Linked DNA regions of Gasterosteus aculeatus: region 1 is linked to region 2. The links are chromatin contacts, called in public Hi-C maps. All regions are on one chromosome and are shown on one strand. The core of a region is the stretch at or near the end of the contact, and the rest is flanking DNA. Distances in the headings are between cores, read along the strand shown. Region 1 overlaps LOC144383549 (a long non-coding RNA gene). Region 2 overlaps trps1 (trichorhinophalangeal syndrome I).

Region 1 (4,521 bases), core at 2,010-4,509, 180 kb after region 2:
CGTCAGCAGCGTCGCCTTCTGTCGCTCTGAGGAGTCGACCGGCAACCTTTATGAAATCAGATGTGACGGCTCAACTGTCCCAGCTCAGCGTCCGTGGCCTAACCTGTGTGTTCCGGTCAGGCGGCCGTCGCCTCCTACTTCACTTCACTCGCGGAGCCGAGCGGACTCTTTGGAAAGTGTGGTCCAATGTGCTCATTTGTTGATTTATCCCTTTGCCTTTATTTGTATTATTAAAGTTTCTTGGCAAGCATCTCTGTGTTTTATATTCCAGCCCCGCAAAAGGGGGAAAATGTGTTTTGCTGTTGCGTTTGAGGACGCGTGTGCTTGGCACTGCTAACTGGCTCACTGATTATCAGCAGAGGTCAAACGTGACATTTTGATGATGAATAAGTGACCTGTCGGTAAATCTGGATTAAACGTTTTATTAACTTAAAGTTCCCTGTCATTGGAGAGTCCTCTTTTCAGTTGTTGTCGTCCGTTTAGCAAATGGACGGAGTCCAACAACAGCCCCGAAATAAATCTTTTTTGATTTTAACGTTCGGCGTTTTAGAGAAGCGTCGATTACACTGCTGGGCTTCCAAAACAACCCATACATTTGTTTTCTGATACGGCACCACGTAGGCTGGAAGAGACGGGATTCAAACTAGCCTCCGATGTCAAAATCTTCAATTTCCCCCCCACCGACCGCTCACTGAGGCTTTGAGGAGCTACAACGACGTCACCCGAGTCACACCTGCGTGTTCTCATTAGCGGCCCGACTGCAAGAGGACACTTGACAGAGAAACACAAACGTAGGACACTTGAACGCTTTCATTTTTTACGATGAGAAAAAGTGGCCTCTGTGTGTGTGTGTGTTTTGATAACCAAGTGGAGATGATCGTGGTTTCTTGGCGTTGGGAGAGGAGGGGGGGGGGGGGGGGGGGTTTGGATGAAGTGCATTCTGTGACGCAGCGAAGATGACTACAAACTCACTCCAACGGTTCATTTTGATCCCATCTGAGGGGGGGGGCTCCTCACAAAAACAAGTGATCCGGTGACAAGGCAGACGACACTTTGAAGTCAGCATTATCTATGGGAGTGGTGACGGAGAGGTAATCCACTCTCCTGAAGTGCTCTTCAGCAGAGGACTTCTTCAAAAGGAAAATGTATTCTGGTTCACAGAACGTAACTCTATTCACATTCAAGTGTTTGAACGTGAAGCGGTTTGAGTCGGTCTCTGCAGAAGCACACGGCCGCATGCTGCTGCGTTTTATAATTTCCTGAATCACACAATACTGCTCGCCTACTGTAAATCCTTTTTTTGATTTCCCATCACTTGGCTGCTCTAACAACGGTTTCTGGTATTACTGGGAGTCTGTTTTTATAATAATAATGAGGGTACGTTACAGCGGATTGATAGGAGGGAAGGTGAGTGTGTGTGGGGGGGGGACGGTGGAGAAAGGGAGGGCATGCATGTGTGTCAAAGAGAGAGAGGAAGACAGAAAATGCTGTGTGTGTGTGTGTGTGAGGTGAGATATGGCAACAGTGCCATCTAGTGAACATTTTAGTGAGTTAGTGAGTCAGTGGCGTCCACTGTGATAGACGATGGAGACACAAAGACGAGGTCACATGATAAACCCCAAGAGCCGCATTCAAACCTCAACTTTGAGGATAGTGAGGCTCCTGTACATTTTGACCAAAAAATAAAAAAAGGCATTCGTTCTGACATGTTATGCAGATAGATCTGCAGATACTTGAAACTTGCTAAGGTGGGTAATCCATCACAGCGACATTTAATCAGCCTTATTTTTTCCTTTTTCTTTTTTATCACCATTATCATTGCATGGTATCCTGCAGCTGAAAGTAGAGACTGTTTCGCAAGTGTCCTTTGTGGTGCTTTCAAGGATGCTCAGACGTGGGACAATCTTAAGTCGGCTGCACATCAGCATCCTTTTTAATGCAAGACTGATGAGTATCTTCTTTATTTAAATTCAACATCCATAATACGAACTCATGATATAGATTAGGGGGTATAGGAGAGAAAGCTAATCTTATAAAACCCAAGGGATCACATGAGTTTATGATAACATATTTATTCAACATTAATTTGACCTCTCAGGACATTGCCAATATCATTTTATTTTCTACATATTCGTTTGTCAAAACTAATGCTACTCTTGTGTGCAATCCCTCATCAGTAGAAAGGAGGGTGGAAATATGAATGAGGAAGAACAAGATGAGTAACGTTCATTATCGACGGATACAGATAATTATTTTTCAAACTGATAGTTTGCTCTATGAAACCTCTGACAGTAAGTAAAGTATGCATCTCAATGAGCAGCCGTCCATTATTGGGATCAACCAGTGTTTTGTTTCTCTCTATATTTTAAAATATGTTAACCTTAGTGTGTGGAACCCATTTGGATGATTGCATTTTGTAAGGAAAATGGGGCCAGAGAATAATATGGCACTAAATTGTCAGCAGCTCACCCTGGACAAATGTATTCAACAGATAGCACTGAATTTTATAATGATATCGACACAAAGTACTTCATGTGGAAAGGGTGCTTCATGGCCAATACCCAACTCACTTTATCAGGGCAATATCTATTTGATATCATATAACAGATCTCCACATTTTTTATGCTTGAACTAAAGAGTTGTTCTTTTTGCCGGAAAGGAAAGCATGAAGTTCGAGGATGTCTGGTTGATTTACATGGAACATCATGGACGTGGACAAGAGAGGGCTGAGGGAACCACGCACAAAGGGTCTTGTGGACAAAAACAACAATATTTTTCTCAATGAGCAGTTTCAGAGGTTTGCTGTGACTCTCCGCTCAGCTGGGAGCTGCCCAGTGTATAGTCATGCTCTTTTAGACACGGAGCCACTGGAGCACTTGAAGGTCAATTGGCTCAGAGGCACTTCAGTAGCAGGCGGGAGGAAACACATTTTTCTCCCACAAATTTTACAAGCAAGTCAAAAGGTTTTGGTCGCTGTGGATTCCTCTGACCAGCAGTCAAATGCTGGGGTCAAACCTTTCTGCATGGGCCAATGATGATACTCACCTTACTAAACATGTAAATATAGCGTGGCAGTAAAATCAATTGGGTTAATTATTTAAGTGGTCTGCATTAAATGTCCACTGCATGATAGGGTTATATGTTCCTCAAGGTACCAGGCACTTTAATCCCATATCCACAGCAGAGGAGACTCCTTTAATGTAGGCCGATCTCTTAACTGATCGCCATGGCAACACCGCTCTGAAACTGAAACTGACACGGCCATACATACAATCACTCAGCAAGTCTACTTGTTTAATCATCTATACGATTATATATATATAAACTTAGAGGATCAGCTCTTCACCAAACTGAAAATAGCTGTTCCACATCACAGTCCACCTTAAGGGAGCCTGGGCCGGGGTTGTTAGCCGTATGCAGGGCAAACAGCCTCCCATTGATTTCGGCAGGTGGGAAGCGGCACACAGGAACTCGACTTGTGTGTCTCCAGGGTGCCGCATCTACACACCAACAAATCTACACACCAGCCAATAGCCTGAACCGTGTTCCGTGCCAACGGTGAGGGTAAGTCGTGGGTTTGTTGGGCATGTCCCGCGACGCACGGGAGACGAGTAGTGATGATTCTATCTGACCAGCCAGCGTTCTGTAGGGTTTTAACACAACGGTCTAGTATCAGCTTGGAACCTCAACTAAGGTGGAACCAAAAAAAGAAAGTGGCAGGTGCTATCCACAACTTTTGCCAACTAATAAGTCAAGTCGATCTGTGCCAGTCAGGGGAAATGCTGGGTGAGTATTTTTGCTTGACAGAGGGTTAATTATTGGGATGTAGTGGACAATCTGTGTGCAGACTTGAAAATAGCAGCCACATAGTTGCATAGGAAGATGTTTGGATTTGGTTTACAGACATTGAAAATGTGGCTTTGACCAGAATGTAGAGGTATTTTGTGTATATTGTTGTTGTTGTTGTTTGTGTGTCTATTACAATCATTTCACTTACAAAAATGGGATGTTTCAGGCGCTGCAGACATTGTACTGTGAAATATCAGCTTTTGAATATAATGACACCTCTTTCTCTTCAAAGTGGATTTAAATCTATACTTCAATGTGTGTGTGTGTTTGTGTGTCTATGCATGTGTGTTTGTGTGACACACACATGAACACACTTTGTCTGCGTGGCCTTTTCCCTTCACAACACTGGGTTGCCGACAGCAACGTGCCCTGAGCTGATAAACTTTATCAACCGACTCACACCTGTGCTCGTGCACAAGCACACAAACATGCGGGCAGATCCACAGAGGCACACCTCTTGCTTTGCTCTCCTGACGAGGTAGACACCTGCCACTACTTTGTGCATGTGTGTGTGTGCAACAGTCAGTGTGGAAACCGTACAAATGATGCGACAGGGCCTTAGGTGACAACAATACACTCCTGGCATGAGTACACGACCCACATCATTGCACACACAAGCACACACTGAAAAAAACACCCACACCCGCACACATATATATGGGCACCCACACT
Region 2 (4,365 bases), core at 1,684-4,183:
CAGACTGACAGGCAGGTGGGGATCGGGAGCTGTGTGTGTGTGGGGGGGGGGGGGGGGGTGCATACAGAGGGGATATTTGAGCTCTACAGACAATGCAAAGTGTGCAGGTGTGAAACATCTGCCCATCTGAAACCTTGGTCCCGTTTTAGCATTAACAATTAGCGTGTCCATGTATTGCTGCATGTTGTCACATTCATACTTTTCCTCGTTTGCCTTTAACGGGTCCATGATTATGTGTCTGTGCAGACAGCAGGGTTTTTTTTTAGTATTCCACTTTCTTCCCCCCGATCATCGCACACTTTTGCACTCGCACACGTTTAAGCGGCACCCGGCTACCAGCTGTAAAGCAGACTTAATCAACTCCAATCAGCGTTCATCTTCTGAACACAAAGATAGATTGATAATGCTGAACATTGTATAGACGAGAAGATTACAAGTCTTACAAGTCTGACAGATCGCAGCGCTGCTCTGATTAAGTCTGTCATGGTACCCGTGCCCAGAGGAGGATTGTGGGAGAATTAAAACAGCCTCTGAAAAGATTCTGTGTGCGGTGATGAGAAATGAGCCTCTGGCTGAGGTCCAAATGCTTTCTCAGGTCTTTGCCATGAAATAAACAGTAACCCCAGAACATGTAAATAATTGATATTCTGTTGCACTAAATGGAAGTTTCTGTGCCGTTGTAATGACAGAGGAAGATGACCGGGTCGGTAAAATCCTCTTCGTCAGAGAAATCTTCCTATTGTCTTGTTTGGGGAGTTGACCTTTTGACTGTAAAATGCAGTAAATTACTATTTAAATAGTGAATTTTATGTCTAATCTGGATATTGAAATCCTTGGTTGACTTGGTAGGCAAAATAGAAATGTATCCTGAGGGACACGAGGGTTGACATTAAAATGATGTTGAGACGCAAACATTTGTTGTTTTTTGTAAAAAAAAAATGTTGACCGTACAGAAAAATGTTCATGTGTACATCAAATACTAAATTTATAGTAAACCAAGTGGATCCATCCGCCGGGGACAATAAATTGCTCTACAACATGTCAACCACTGTCTTTCCTAAGACCAGCGTCAAACAGCACGGCCGATGTTAACGACACATCAGAGTGTTCTGCTCGAAAAAACACTTGAAACGAACAGCGTGATGTGGTGCTACATGCATCTGATCTCCGGGGTACGTGGTGAGCAGCAAAAAATCCAATACTGACCGTGTACGAGGACGAAAAGCAAGCTTGTAAAGTAGAAAAAGTGAAGTGGGAAAAAGAGGCGGCGCTCGTGGCTACATGCTGCGGCGCAGCAGGAGATACGTTTAAAGCTTTAGGATCGTTCTATTGCATCTATCCAGTCTTTGATCACATGATGAGTGGATTCAACCTGATCCAGGATTTAATTCTCTTCCTCTCTTTGTCACAGTAAATCACTCACGAATGAACCACTCATATTGCCCCTTTTCAGTATGTTTGTTATTACTTTTATTAATTATTATCGTCATCATCGTCAACATTATTCTTCAAGTTTAGCTGTGTAACAAACTTTTTCTTGGCGGTCAAAAAAAATGTTGAAATATCATTTTCGCATGAAATGAAACCAGAAAACATAACGTACAGAAAGAGTTCGGAATAAAACACATGAGAAAGAAAATAACCTAAAGAAACAAAACATGATATCAAAGCCATACAACTTAAAAGGAGACAAAATTCTAGTAAAATATATTGGTTAAATGTACATAGTCGATGTGTGTTCATGCATGTGTGTCTGACCAATAGTAAACTGGCCTGTAGCTCCCTTGTCTCCCATGATTATTACTGTGCATCCCCAAAATGTACACTCAAGCCAACGTGCGTCTCTGTGTTCCTTTGCAATGAGAACATAATAACTGGAGTGCAAGCAACAGCATGCTTCTCCACCACGCATGCTGAGAAAGACAAAAATGAACACTTGTCAACCCCCCCCACCTCCCCATCCCCCCCCATGTAAACGCTGATGTAGAATACCATCAAACCCAAAACACCGGCGTTAAGTGTGTACTGCAGGATTAGTATAAACAATGATGTTGTCTATTTTCATACACAGCCAGCTGAAATGTTCTCATCATCAACAAACGCATGGTTGACATAAGCGGTGTCCTTCCTTGACCTTTGGGAGACGTTAATGCTAAGCTGGCATAAACACTGAAGAAGACATCTGGATAGAAAACGGTTCTGCAGAGCACCAACTATATGAAAAGTGTGTGTTTGAGCATTTTTTTTCTTCTATCAAGGCCGTTTTCTTTTTACTTAGAAAGTTTCAAAAGATTACTACTAAAACATTTTGGCATCAGAATCACTCCGATTGAACATAAATAGTTCATCCAGTTTTTTATATCTTTGCCCTACTTTTCCTAGAAATCCCCCTACAATCTTTAGCAAAAGGACGTTTCATTGTTTAAAGGAGGACATTTTTGGAATACGTATCTTAGATGAGTCCCATTGGCAAACAAATTGACCTAAATCTGAAAACTTTGTTTCGCCAAGTATCTGAGATTTCTTTCAACAAACCCACGGCCCATTTGAGTGGGATGCAACTCAGCAAGGTAAACACGAGCACAAAGGTTGTCAGTTCTGGGGTAAATCTGTTGCCAGTCAGCAACAGCATGACCGAATTACCAAAATACCGTCCCACGTGCATTACTCGGGAGAAGAGAGGAGGGAGTCAGTGGGTTGGAGAAACAGGTGCTCAGATATGAGGAAAGATGAGATGGAGAAGTCTTGGTCAAATTAGATGACACGGATACAAGACAACAGAGGAAAGGCTAAATGGATCCATTAACCTAGATTTGTTAGCTACTCTTTATCTACCGTCTGCTCATATTTTCTTCAAAGGCACCGTTCTATCCATCTCCGCCGGCCCTTCCTTTTGTTCTGGTTTTTAAGGAAGCACTGCTTCATTCCTGCTTCTTTTCTTTTGCTACATTTTCAAATGTAAACAGATTTCATTATGCTAGCAGCCCCAAAAACATAAAATAAACTTAAACACATTGGCACAAGATATTTCCTATAGATTGAACACCATTTGAATCAGATTCTCTTTACATAATCATCATTTTTGAATTAGTTTCATCGGTGTGAAGAGTCATGAATGGTAAAGATTTTAAGCAAACTCTTTAGAGAACAAAAATGCAGACGGAAACATTTACCATGATTTGGGCCTTCTGGTACCTTGACTGCGTGTCATAATTCATCTGCATATAAACCCACAGTACAGAACAACTTTCACACTAAAGGTACCAAGGCGTACTGTGTGTCTCAGCATTTCCACAGACTCGTGTACATACATGCAGAAAATTACATCCAGATAACTAGCGATTGAAAGTTACCATAGCAACCAACTTCATTTTTTAAATGCTCATACAGATCTTCCCATAGGCTGAAAATACTTAGAAATAATAAGTATTTGATCAACCAGACAGCAGACAATCAAGCATTATAATGATAGTATCGGTACGTGGGAATTAAATATAGCAGTCAGACTTCTCGTGAGTCTCATCAGCCGACTGATGACAATACTTTTAGACACAGAAAGTTACACTTGTTAGAAAAACTGTACAAGTTAACAGGCACTAGGCGGAACATTTTTCATTCTTGTCTCTTGGATAAGCATAGAAAAATATCTTGTTCTCATTCTTTCTTGCTTCTTGTCTTTCTTTTGGCCTACTAACACTTCTTTCAAAGAGTCTCTTGGTGATTTCATTTTTTTTTTGCAAACTAAGGCAGCAAGGCAGAAGGAGTGATTCTCTCTTTATAAAAATAAACAAGATGGCCACTGTGTTGCTCCTTTTTTCTGAGGACCTGCCTGTCATGACTATTGAAAACAAACGGTGAAGAGGTATCAGGCAGGTCTTTTTCTTAATTTAGAACATTTTAGAATCCAAACATTGGTATCGAATGGCAGAGAAGTGGGATGAGTTAGCAACATGGTCATTTCCCTTCAGTGAAATATAAAATGTAACTTTACAATGACGTCTCGTGTCTGTTCAGTATTATTAAGGTCAAAAGTGGAACAGCTTCCATCCATAGAAAAAGGCAACGTATTCTGCAGATTTCATAAGACGCTAACATGCTACATAGAGGTAACCTCACACTCGCAGATATACACGATAGGCTGCGTCAAACGCTGTAGGCAAGGAGTTCTGTAGACTCAATACAGAGCAAAAGTTCATTCAGTTAATGCAAATAATTGATCCTTATGAGAACGTTTAGGTCTGGTAAGTTTCCCTATAAAACCATGTGAAGACAAACAGAAAAAAAAGTTACATACTAAGTCCATTTTGACCTATTGACACATAAAGAACACAATAGGAACATATAAGAAAGAATGTTATGGAACAT

The links. Hi-C and Micro-C count contacts between places; a contact is called where the count stands out from the background.
Region 1: a contact with region 2 is called in a Hi-C map of skeletal muscle, with 4 times the contacts expected there. The contact joins two enhancer-like sites. A contact is called at or near these places in 3 of 6 Hi-C or Micro-C datasets (skeletal muscle and tail fin).

Annotation. Positions count from the first base shown.
Region 1 is chr10:8,429,127-8,433,647 of fGasAcu3.hap1.1, forward strand. The region is part of intron 1 of LOC144383549 (a long non-coding RNA gene); the gene reads right to left. Among protein-coding and RNA genes, the nearest start is that of LOC144383549, 6.1 kb to the right of the region's middle. Within about 2 kb of position 3,260, at least 3 of the 9 cell types and tissues checked have open chromatin away from gene starts, as enhancers often do.
Region 2 is chr10:8,249,133-8,253,497 of fGasAcu3.hap1.1, forward strand. trps1 (trichorhinophalangeal syndrome I) reads right to left here. Exons shown (of 12, transcript XM_078081432.1): 12 at 2,240-4,365. Among protein-coding and RNA genes, the nearest start is that of trps1, 88 kb to the right of the region's middle. Within about 2 kb of position 2,934, at least 1 of the 9 cell types and tissues checked has open chromatin away from gene starts, as enhancers often do.